Regions from separate parts of the Lactuca sativa genome. Here region 2 is linked to region 1. The links are chromatin contacts, called in public Hi-C maps. All regions are on one chromosome and are shown on one strand. Each heading gives the region's core, a stretch centred on a gene start, on an enhancer-like site or on the middle of the called end of the contact. The rest is flanking DNA. Distances are from core to core; before and after follow the strand shown. Region 1 holds the start of LOC111878017 (disease resistance protein RPV1). Region 2 holds the start of LOC111878016.

Region 1 (7,000 bases), core at 4,444-6,943:
TTAACCACTTCGTTTGAAAGATCAATAAATTCTTCTTTAGGGTGCTTATTTCGAAAAGCGTAAAGACTAAATAGCTCGAGAGCTTCATCTTCACAAAGAAGATCAACCTCAAAGATTTCCTCAACTCCATGAGCATTAAGCAACTGTCGATCTCGACCAGTGAATATAATCATACTTCCGGGACTAAACCAAGAAGGCGAGCCGACTAGAGCTTCAAATTGGTCAAGACTATCCACGTCATCAAGCACAATGAGCACCCTTTTAGCCCACATACTTCTTTTCATCATCCCAATGCCTTGACTTACATTCCGTATTTTGAGATCGCTTAGGCTCATAAGATTAGCGAGAAGTTTTTCCTGTAGATGGACTAAACCGTGACGTTTTTCAACACCTTTAACGTCTTCACAGAAACTGTATGCTTCGAAGTGTGTATGAAGGAGGTTATATATGGCTTTGGCGACTGTGGTTTTTCCGATTCCACCAATTCCGCATATTCCGATCATATGAATTTTGGTTGATTTAGGCTTATTAACAAACCGCGTGAGATCCATTTGCTCCGCCCGGGTGTATAGTCCAACTAGGTTGTCGCCGGCGTCTATTGGGCCGGTGCTTGTTAGTTTATGAAATATTTCGTTTGAGATTGTTTCTATAAACTTTGTCTCATGCCTATATACATACAAAACCATGAAACAACAATAGTTACAATTACTTTATTATGGAAGTTTGTATCTAAAACGTTAACGAAAGACACATTGCAATGAATAGAAACTTACTTTTAATTACTTCGTTTCTAATTTAGTCATCATAATTTAAAATTTATAATTTTTGTAATGTGAAAGATTCTTGCCATGAATGGTTTAGGAAACTTCATAGCATATTCATAATCGAAACTTTATACCATATAATCATAGAGAAAATGTAGAGGCAATTATTTAATTTCTCATAATGATATCATTTTCACCACAATATTCTTTTTTTCACCACTTTTGGTCCATGCATAACTGCATATGCGGCATTGACCACTTCTTTGGCTTGAAAGGTTGGACCCTACATTAACTTACATTTATATTTCAGTTCCTTTCTTTCTATTATAATAGCTGTCAATTTTTACTTCATTTTTTACTTAAAATTATAATCATTATAGAAACTAAATACTATTTTAATGTATTGTTCTATTACATGTATCAGTACATTTATACAAAATATAAATATTAAATATATTTTAATAATTTTTATTATGTGTTTAATTTCTTAGCTTATAAACAAGATCAATGAATATGTTTTATAGTAAGAAGATAAGGCCTTTTTGTTTCTTTATCTTATGATTTCATATGAAAAAATATATTGTTAAATAAGTATACAATTAAGCATATGGATTCATTTATAAACTTATAAAAAATAATGGATAATGAAAAAATATTTATGAAATATAACGACATGTTAATTGTTTGACATTACGTACATAATACCGAGTCTTAGATACTCTTAAATATGATGGTTCTAATATTGATTTTTGAAACCTGGTGGTTTAGTAATAAATAAAATAAAAATGCATTGCTATTTATTGCATTTTGCTAAGAAGAAGATATAGTTGATCACACACAATAAACACATGTTAAACGAATGTTTATGGAAGGATATTAGTTTTCTTAATTAATGCAACAAACAAAGTACTTTCATGAATGATTCATATTGTTTCAATCTAGGGGTGAGCATAAATTTATTTATTATAAATGATAAGTATCTCAAACAAATCAATGTATAAATTCTTTTGATGAATAATCCATAACATATTTTATCTTGAAGCATAACTACAATTAAGGGTAAATGGCACAAAAAACACTCTTTTTATATAGAAATTCGATTTTGATACCGTGCTTTTTTTGTGTCAATTTTAACACTGTGTTTTCCAATTTGTTACAATTCTAACCACTTGACCAGTTAACTAGGTTGCATGATGACGTGTCAGTTTTGATGACGTGACATGCTGACATGATATGCTGACGTATCAAAATTGAATTTTTTCTCACAAAAAACACTAAGTTTTCATTTTCTTTCGATTTTGACACTAAGTTTAATTTTTTTTTTCAATTTTGACACTATGTTTTTTTGTTCCAAATCGAACATCATTTTTTCCAATTTTGTTCAATGTTGACAATTTTCTATTTGAAACCGTATAAATATTTTTTTAATAAATTTAAACCGTATAAATATGTTTTTTTTTCCATTTAAAAACCATAGTTTTGTATAAATACATTTTTTAACACTCAAACCATATTTTTATGTATAAATATGTATTAGTTATATAAAAATTGTATTTTATATTAAATATGCAACTTTAAAATGTGTTTGGAGGTTTAGAGACGTGTAGTCGATCAAAACTCGGATATCAAGTTTGCAACCCACCAAATTTTTACATCTTATTAAAAGTTTATGGTTAGTTTGATTCTCATGATATAACTAATGTTTTGAATGTAAGAAAAAAAACACCTTGTATTTAAATAAAAATATGGTTTTTAAACGAAAAAAAATATGTTTATACGGTTTAAAATGTAATAAAAAAATATATTTATACGGTTTCAAATGGAAAATAAATAAAATTGAACAAAATTTGATAAATGATGTTCGATTGGAACAAAAAAACATAGTGTCAAAATTAAAATAAAAAATTAAACTTAGTGTCAAAATCGAAAAAAAGTGAAAACTTAGTGTTTTTTGTGGAAAAAAGAAATCAATTTTGGCACGTCAGCATATCATGTCAGCATGTCACATCATCAAAACTGACACGTCATCAAGTCACGTCAGCATGTAACCTGGTTAACCGGTCAAGTGGTCAGAATTGTAACAAATTGAAAAACACAGTGTCAAAATTGACACAAAAAAACACGGTGTCAAAATCGAATTTTTGTGTAAAAAAAGTGTTTTTTGTGCCATTTACCAATTAAATGCATAAAACCAATTAAAAGAAATAAATTGGAGGGTTTTGTGTAATTATTTAATTAGGTGATATATATATGTTTGTGTAATTAATTAAAAAACATAAGTAATTTAGATAAGAAAAAAAAAAATGAAAGAAGAATGGTGTCTAGCATCTAGGTTGGGAACTTGTCCACATCCTCAATGAAAGAATAAGTACAAATGATGGATGATTTATTATAAAGAGCTTCGTATATGCGCATCGTTCGGCAAATGCTATATGAAGCCTTGTTTAGGCTACATGTGGACATTAAAAACCGTACCATTTTAAGAGTAAAATTGCACCAACTCATTTTGCAGTTAATAACCAAACCATACTGAAATAACCATAAAAAAATAAAAATAAAAATAAACCGGACCGCATTATAAAACCCGTAAATTTTGGTTTTTCAATTTGAATAACCGTAAATACGTTTACAGTTCGGTTTAGTCCAAAACACGTATCAAATTGCATCAAGCTTACCCAAATTTCATAGAAAACAATCAAAACATATAACAATGTAACATGATTAAAATGTTAGTATAATTTGTTTCGATTACATGGTTCAATAAATTGTTAAAAAATATATTACGTAAATAAGTGTTTAGTTTGTGTCAAGTCATTATATAATATTTTTTTTGCTTGCGTCATCGTATACTTGTTTAAGGTTGTAATGGCTACATTGCATATTTTAGTATTTTAGTAGTTGTATTTGTTTCTCCAATGATATTAGGTGTTGTCTTTTCCTTTCCCTTTGAATTTGAGAATTTTAAGTCTTATTGAAGACATAAATAAAATTGTCATTCCCAAAAAAAATCCTATAAAAATCTAAAAACAAATAAAATGTACTAGAGATGCTACATAAATAATAAAATGTTGGTTAAAAATATAAAGAATTGATGTAAGGGCAATTACAAGTTGATTTGAAATAATTTAAAGATTGTATTACATTTACATGATTGGTCAAACATAACAAACATGATGTGTTCGCAATCATACTAACAAAAACTTCCGATATATATAAATTCTTACGGTGTAAATACGAAAAAAATAATTTCCAAAAGATACCTGATTGTGAGTTCAAAATTGAATATAGTATTTAAAATTTAACTTTTCTTTTGTAAATTTATCCCATTAATTTTAACAAAATTTTATAATCTATATATTTTAGCAATGTTTTAAAGACCGGTTTGAACCGCCCGGTTGAACCGGTTGGACCGGAAACCGGGGAAGGAAACAGTTCAACTATCAACCGTTTTACATTGATTTTTGAATCAGATTAAACCGATCGGTTTTTAGAAAAAACCGGTTAAACCAAATAAAAACACATGAAAAAGAACAATTTACATAATAAACTTTAGTGATTATTTTTTCATTTAGTTTTCTTTAAATAAAAACATATTGTAAATGTTATAAAGTTTTTTGATATGTTGTATTTATTTAAACTATATTTCGTTACAGTATTATACTTTTTTTATTTTGACGTATATGGATCGATATAAAACACTAAAACTTTGATTATGTGTTATTTTAATGTATTTGGATTCATCTACAATTTATTTTTATGTGTATTTTTAATGTTTGAATTTGTAAACATCAAATTTATGGTTTATATATGTATGTATGTGTAGGAAAATAAGATAAAACATGAAAACTATAGAAACCGGTTGACCCGACGGTCGAACCGGTTAAACCGGAAACCAGTCACCATATCGGTTCAACTGAAAAAACAGTTTTTAAAACATTGTATATTAGGAATTAAAACCTCAATATTATTATAAGTTAGTGAAAAAAAATTATCTTTAAAATATTAAAATATCTGTTTTGATCTAATGGTTTTATTATTAGTATGAATTAATATGCCGATATCTTCCTACAAAAAAGAAATTCTTACCGAATTTATATAGCGTATATAAAATAAGTTAGCATGGAGGAATGGAGGATTTACCCATTAGACAAAGCTTGGAGATCCCATCCAGATAAGTTGTCAGCAGCCCAAGTTAAAGCTTCCTTCCATTCATGGACCTCTTTTCTATGATAACCCTCATGTTTCACGAACGCTTCTTCGTAGCTACCCCTTTGATTCCCTACCACCTCAGGTGTCACATCGTAGTACAACACCCGAACTTCATATTCATCGTCCATCTCCTTACACTTGAGGATCTTAACAAGCTCCCTCAGACACCATGTTGACGATGCATAGTCTTTTGAGAATATAACTATCAAGAACCTTGACTGTTCAATGGCTTTATAGAGTCCAGGTGATATATCTTCTCCTCTCTTTAACTGATCATCGTCCCTAAAAGCATAAATCCCCTTCCTTCTGAAATCACTGAACAGATGATCCACAAATGTTTTACGGATATCTTCCCCTCTGAAACTCACAAACACATCGTATGTCCATCTGTGAGCAGAACGTGAAGATAAATATACCATCGTAACAAAGCCGAGAGGCAGAATGAAAGCTCCCTGCACATAATCAGATGTTTAACAATCAACTTAATCCACAAGAAAGGGGTAGTAATTAACATATATAAACTAATAGACTCAAATAGATATACTACTCGAATATAATTCTAACCTGGTTCACTATATGGAAATGGAAACTGAACGATATCAAATTTGTTCTTAAAGGTTTCTTTTTGTTGTGAGTTGGTAGTCACTATCCTCAGGATTTGATGCAGTCACAAGGTTGAATTAAATTATATGTATCTACCAGAACTCCTTGTTATTAATGAGATGATGAAGAGTGCAATATATATTGGATTAGTGGAGGAGAAAGTCAATAAAGCATAGTTGACTAAATGATAGTTTATATTTCTTAATTGGCTGATTTAACCACCCTTAAGTAATTGGCATTAAACAACTAACAATTCAGAGATTATGCATGTAAATGTAATTAGTATATTACATCAACTAGATGCATGTGGGGATAAACTATGCATAGAAAAAGTCTGTATAATAAGTGAACAATCATGGCGTAGAAGGAATTTTTTTTAAGAAGTGGATAAATTACTTAAAATAATAAATATATCATTTGTTCCGAATATGTTTCATAGTTTAAACAGTTGACAACAATGATATTTCATACTTTGAGATCTTATAAATACAATGCTATCGTCAAAATCAAAATTTCCCCGTATATTGATATTCAAATTCTTCTATGGATGATGTCTCTTTGAAGATTGTTTATGTTACATCATTGAAAATTGTTTATGTTAAGACTATGGATGATGTCTCTTTGATATTCAAATTCTTCTATGGATGATGTCTCTTTGAAGATTGTTTATGTTAAAATCAAAATTTCCCCATATATTGATATTCAAATTCTTCTATGAATGATGTCTTTTTTAAGATTGTTTATGTTAAGACTATTGGTGGGCAACATGTTATTATATGTTATCATACTCAAAATGTTTGTCACATCATTCTAGTCATAATTTTTGTGTTATAACATTCATTGTGGAAATGAACAACATCGAATAATATGTGATAACATCTATCATTTTTTTTTTTTTTTATGTTTTACTCTCTAGTTTTCTAATTTGTTTTATTTTTTAATCTATGTCATAATATTTTTTAAAAACATATAAATTAAATAAAACATAATTAAATTAAAATACTTAATTAAACATACCATTTTAAAAATAAAAACGACATTACAAAAAAAAAAACATTAACCAAAAACATACGACAGTCCTAATAATTTTAAAAATATAAAACTGATACATTATTCTTTGCCTAAATATTTCTGTTCGATCTTTGCCTTCATTTTTCGGAGCACGTCCACTCGTCTCGGCAGCATATTCTCCTCGATACTTTGAAGAATTGTCAAATCCTTCACAATGAGATTTTCCGCGGCTTCACGACGAAGGAACTCCAAATATTCTCGTTGCAACTCATATCTTTTACGTGCGATTTCGTTGTGATCCTTAAATTTTTGTTTCATTTCCGCTTGCTCTTGACGTCTATTTTCGCCTTTCTCTACATGTCGTTGAGCCCGCCTCGCTTTGTCGCAACATATCGATCGTCAAGGCGGGGAGA
Region 2 (6,478 bases), core at 303-2,802, 160 kb after region 1:
AACCAAATACCCAAATCGCCCAAACCTTTCTTCCCCTAAATACCCAACAAAATAAGTCCCAAACAATGTTCCTGTACCCCTGAGAAACCCTTCAGTCACAGTTCCTCCATAATAAATGGCTTCAAAGAAATCCCACCCGGATGAAATAATCGGGCCTATGATCCGTTTAGCTTTCCGGGTCGCCATTTTTGCAGCTTTGGCTCCATCTTTTTGGGCTTGTTTTGCAGCAGCTTTGGCTTCCATGCCTTGTGAAATTGCATCTGCTAGTGATGCTTCGATTGCTTTGTTTCTTGCTACTTCAACATGAAGTGTTCTGATGTTGTATGTGTAAAGCTTTACACTTTCTTTTACTATGCATGCTAATGTTCCTGAACCCCCATCTAAACAGTTGAAGATGGTGAACTTTCCACTTTGGGATGATCCCGTTTCTCCAACCATTTGTCTGCATTTTTCAGCTGAAAAAAAAAAGGAATATATGAGACACAGGGAATAATGAACTACTAAAATAAAGAATACTTCCCTTGATACTTGATAAATCACATAAAAAACTGGATACAAAAAACCGACAGACAATCAAATAAGATATTTTACAAAAGATTGATATCCATTATCCAAACAAAGGGGTTTATGGAAAACATAATCCACAGGTGTTGATTCAAACAAAGGGGTTTATTAAGATGTGTATGTAACAAGTGAATGCCTGGATCTACTATAATATTTCCATCTAGTTTCCCAATCTATGATTCATTTAACCCTACATCGAAGGAAACTCAAATACTAAAAGAACCAAGACCCTTGACTTCCTTTATAAATTTTCAAAATCTTTGACTTCTGAGGTCAACCCTTGTACTTCTCAAGTTCAAAGACATGTTTAAATTCAGTTAGAATATTCTAATTGCAGTAATCTTGCCACCGGATTATAGAGTTTATACAACTGTTAAAGTTTTATGAAACTTATATCGTTTTAGAAGTTGAATCACATAGTATGACCTCAAAAGTGGAATGATAACTCTCTATTTTCTCACAAAATGCACCAAACCATATCAAATCTTGAGTTACTATAACGAATTTGGTTTCTGTTTATATGATGAGTTCCCTACTAATTCAGATCAAGGTGTATTGTTTTCTTAATTCCTTCCGCAACCAATACTTTTTTCCCCTTCTTTTAACTTTAATAACGAGGAATACAGACCAAAAATTTGCAATTATCTAACAGATATTGAAGAGAAGAATCTAAACACTACAGTAGAAGAAAACTGGAATAGGCTTGTACCTGTGAAACTGAGGACGATAACGCCAACAATAAAACTAAGAAATTGGATTCTCTTCTTCTGGAAATCCATGACACACGCTCAGATGAAAACCCTAAGACCCCTACTAATCGAACTGGTTTTGGATCGTCTATGAGATCACTGATTTATGCATTAGAAGCAAGGTATCGATTCGTCACCACGCCAGAATCTGGAACTGCTCTCTAGTTCGATTTAACTTTTGTCTTGGTCGTCGGCAACTATTGGCGTCAGAGGGAAGACTATCAATCACAACAGAATAAATGGTTAAAATGGAACCGGTAGAAAATATATCAGATGACGTTTGTCCAGGGTTTTTTTTTTTTTTTTTTTTTTTTTTAAACTAAATTTCATTTAGGAAAATCTCAAGAAAAATCTTAAAATTTTAGTCTAATTAACGAAAAAGTCTCGAATTATTTTTTGTTTACAGAAAAGCACAGAATACCAGCTAAAACTTCGAAAAAATCATTTTTGGCCGGTTTCGTAGATTTAGGCGGTATTCTGTCATTTTTCGTTAGTTTGCTCAAAATATTAGGATTTTCCTAAAAATTACCCGATAACCAAAATATTGAGACTTTTTTGAAAATTACTATGGAATTAATGGATATTGTTATTAACAAATCATTTATAAACATATATTTTTATTATAAACAAAGGAAATACATTTGTTGTTAATTTGTAGGAATAGAATGGTCGACTATGTACTTCTCTATTGTTTGTTGACCACTTCAAGTCTCTATGTTCTTCCTATCTATCGTTGTGAGTGTCATAGTGAGAAGTACTCTGTTAGGCGTGACCAATACAAGAGTTGATAATATTTATTAATACACAATCAATAAGTTTCTACTTGCTATTAGGCATGATGCTATGTAACATCCCGAATAATTAGAAGTGAAGTTGAAGGGCTAAAGGTGTAAATAAGAAGGTCGACTCGGCGAGTCGATGGATAGACTCAGCAAGTCGAGTCGTGTTACGAATTGCGTGTTAAGTAACCAACTCGACAAGTCACATGGGTGGACTCGGCGAGTTGGTGTTGTGTGGAGAAAACCCTAATCCCGGGGATTGAGCCCTATATAAAGAACATAATACCCTCTCCCCAAGCTCTTTACTCTCCCTTGAAGTCCAGAAACCCTAATATTCGTTTGTGAGAGAATTAGAGAGCATTTGGATCTTGAAGGAGTGTTGTTGAAGAGATCCTTGAAGATTAAGAGGCTTGGAGCAAGGGGCTTTGCAAGGCTTTGGCTTATTCTTCTGTTAGAGTCTTCTCTTGAGGTAATGATTCGTTGCTTGAGCTGTTATCCATCTAGATCTATCATTTGTGGGATTTTTGGGAGTATATCTAGTGCTATCTTGAGTTTGGAGGTTGGATCTGTGGTTGCTACCTCAGATCTAGAGTAGTGATGATCCAAAAGAGCATAAAGTCCCTGTTCAAGAGTTGTTGATGAAGCCTTTTGGTCCCAAACCCTAGCCCAAGAGTGTATTATGCTTAGATCTCTTTAGATTCACGTAAAGTTTGCAACTTTACATGAGGAACAGCTTGTAGAAGGGTAGATCTATGGATTGGAGCCCCTGCATGGCTTGGAAAGCCACTGAATGGATTAAGAGCTAGTGGTACTCGGCGAGTCACATGGGTGTACTCGGCAAGTTACTTGAAGATAGGCAGAAACTCGACGAGTTGGAAGAACAACTCGGCGAGTTGGTTGAAGATAGCCTTGGACTCGGCGAGTCTGTTCTTGGACTCGGCGAGTCTGTCGTGAGGTCCTCACCTTTCCTGGTTGAGCTGTGAATCGGTGAGTCGAGGGACGACTCAGTGAGTTGAGCAGGAAGTGACTCGGAGTTCGTGGGACTCGACGAGTCTTGGGGTGACTTGGCGAGTTGGGTCGCGATATGGGAGTTTTCAGAGCATAGGGACTCGACGAGTCAGCGGGCTGACTCGGCGAGTAGAGTCAGTCAGGAAGTTTGACCTTGACTGAGGACTTTGTCTTTGACCAAGAGTTGACCAGTTGGCTTCCAGGGGTAATTTGGTAATTATTGGTATGTATTGAGTTCAGTCTTTTGGTATTATCAGTGGTGGATTTCGTGTCGGAGGTTGAAGCAGCGTGATCTTATCTTTTCAGTCAGCAGTTGCGAGGTGAATTATCCTCACTATATCAACCGGGTCTAAGGCACCAAGGCCGGCCCTTTATCGGATAGTAATCCGGGTATCGTTGTTATGTTATTGCTTTACTATGTTTGCATCCTGGTAGTTAGGATGGTATATGTTAGAGACCTAGTTAAGTTCGGTATCCTGGTATATAGGATGATACTATGATAGTGACCGGTTAGGTCGGTATCCTGGTTAGGATGATGTTATGTTATGTGATATGCTAGATCGATTTGATTAGATGTGAATGGTTGTATGATTGTATGTTTATGTGCACATGGTTGTTGTACTGGGGTTAGGTTGAGGCGGGTCCTGCTTTGTGTTGTAGGCCAACATACCCAAGACGGACCGATTAACCCGAAGGCCCAGCGAGTGGTCTGGATAAGCTGTAGGCCCCGCGAGGGCGGACCAGACGTGCCGAGGCTCGGAGAGTGGACCAGGCCGACTAAAGGCCCGGTGCGGGCGAACCAGTCATACTATAGACTCGGAGAGTGGACCAGGTGGGTTGAAGGCTCAGTGCGGGCGGACCAACCACACTGCAGACTCGATGGATATGGCTAGACTCGGAGGGTAGACCAGGTGGACTGAAGGCCCGATAGGGCAGACCAGTCACACAGTAGACCCGAAGTGCATGGCTGTTCTGTTCGGTTATGATATGTTATGTGTGGTATATGTGGTTGGTATTTTGGGGGTATCTCACTAAGCTTTCGGGCTTACAGTTGTGGTTTAATGTTTTTCAGGTACTTCAGGAGACCGTGGCAAGGGGAAGGCGTGATCGTACCGCTCCTCATGTTTATGTTTTACGATATGGTTCTGGGAAGACTCTGATAATAATTATATTGAAAACCTTTTTGTAACGACTTAACGAAACTGGTTGTTTTTGAAAAAGTTTAAATTGGCTTGAATTTTTAGAGTGTTACAATGCTATATGATCATGTGTTATCATAAAGTATCATTACACGAACATATAGATCTTTCATTATGTTCTTTAACCTAACTACCACCTAACATCCAAACATTACCCGGTAACAACCATAAAATTACACACATCTATCGAGAGTGAAAAGTAAACTTTGAATGACAATTTAAATAGATAATAACCCTTCACTTGTTTCCATATAAATTATCATTAACGGTTCACTTTTCACATTTTATAGATGTGTGTTAGCCGATGGTTGTTAACATGTAAGGTATGAATGTTGGTTGGTAGTTAGGTTAAACAAAATAAGAGGAACACCAACATTAGAGGAATGCTAATTAAGTTCGTCTCACCATCATACCCACAACAATGCATAGGAAGAACGTATAGAGTTTAAGTGGTCAGGAAGCAATAGAGTACTTAGACCACCAATTTATTCCTAGAAATTAGCAACAAATGTATTTTCTTTTTTTATAATAAAAATATTTTTTATGTTTATAAATGATTTGTTAATAATAATATTCATTAATTTCATGGTAATTTTCAAAAAAAATCTATGTAATTTTTGGAAAAGCCCCAAAATTTTGAGCAAACTAACGAAAAATGACATAATACCGACAAAATCTGCGAAACCGGCCGAAAAGGGTTTTTTCGAAGTTTTAACCGGTATTCTATGCTTTTCTGTAAATAAAATTTAGTTTTAGATTTTTTCATAAATTATACTAAAATTTTAGGACTTTTCTGAAGATTTTCCTTTCATTTATATCGAGAAATAAGAACGTACTGTTATTAATTTATTTATTTATCGTGATATCTTATTTTTAGTTATTTATTATAGGCTTACAGCAACATTAAAACATACAATAATTATTAGGGATAATGATTAAATGTAATATATTTTTTGATTCATACACATTTAGTCGAATTTTTATTGTCTACATTTTCCCATTGAACTTGTTGAATTGTTCAAAAAACATCCTTATAACCTGTAATTTTAGGTTTAGCCGGTTACCGGAGTATTTGACAGTTCAGACGAGTTTCTGTTAGTCTTCCCCGACGAGTTTTGTTGAGTTTGAACTCTTTTGGGGATTTATGGAATTAAAAAGATCGACCTCAATCATCTTCACGAGCCACAACCCACAACCTTAAACCTTCTTCAACGTATTTGATAGCTCCGACGAGCAACCCTAACAACACCCTTATTTCTCGATTCCATCCTAAATAACCCACCATCCATGCACCTGTAAAAATAAGAAAAAGAAATGGAGACCATACACCAATATCTCCACCAATTTTTGGGTTGAATCTCACAAACCGAACATCACCCTTCTTCCACCATTACCTTTACCATCATCATTCATCATACATGTGCCACCATCCCCATCCAGCCTACACTGTCAACAATCTTTCATTGAATTCCCCTACTCTATTAATTACCAACACAATCAATCAGTTAATCCCAACCTTCTGATCTTTTACCAGCCATCAAGTAAAACAAGAGGGAGAAGAAGCTTCTTGACCTGTACCAGGGAGAGATCCCGTGAATGAAACAAAGTCGGTCTTCGGACACATATCTATTAAGGGAAAGAAGTAATTGAAGGGGGTGTATGTCAATTGCAGTGAAGTAATCGAAAAGGGTGGGTGTTGCTTGCAACAGTCTGATGGACTCTATTTTCTTTTCTATGTACAAACCGATGATGCACTGCTTATTGGAACCAACCATCACATGTGAAACTCACATGCACATCACGTGATTGTACCATGTCACCACTTTAGCCCCCATCAAATGTTCTCAAATAATCTTTGATTTCCAGATTAAATGTTGCTTAATCCAATCCAAGTTTATTTTCTATGATACACCATGTAGAACTCGGTATTCCATATTTATTTGGAAGACTTCCTCAGAGTATTAAGGATTTTGGAGTCAAAATGAAGCTTTCTCCAGTGATGGCAGTTTTGGAAAGAAAACGGGTGGTGGTAGATGATTCGATTATGCATGTTTTTCGGTGACTACCATGTTCAACGAAACGGGAAATTTAAGACTATTCGTGATTTTGTATATGATGGGTTGAATGGAAGTGTTGAAACCATTGATGCATGGTGGCTTCATGGTTCAAAAGATGAAAA

The links. Hi-C and Micro-C count contacts between places; a contact is called where the count stands out from the background.
Region 2: a Hi-C map of leaf shows a contact between it and region 1, with 5 times the contacts expected there. The contact joins the promoter of LOC111878016 here to the promoter of LOC111878017 in region 1. A contact is called at or near these places in 2 of 4 Hi-C or Micro-C datasets (leaf and seed).

Annotation. Positions count from the first base shown.
Region 1 is chr5:247,023,391-247,030,390 of Lsat_Salinas_v11, forward strand. LOC111878017 (disease resistance protein RPV1) reads right to left here and starts at 5,694. Exons shown (of 6, transcript XM_023874528.3): 1 at 5,538-5,694; 2 at 4,905-5,425; 3 at 1-666. The coding sequence starts at 5,392.
Region 2 is chr5:247,190,387-247,196,864 of Lsat_Salinas_v11, forward strand. It overlaps LOC111878016, which reads right to left and starts at 1,553. Exons shown (of 2, transcript XM_023874527.3): 1 at 1,274-1,553; 2 at 1-455. The coding sequence starts at 1,343.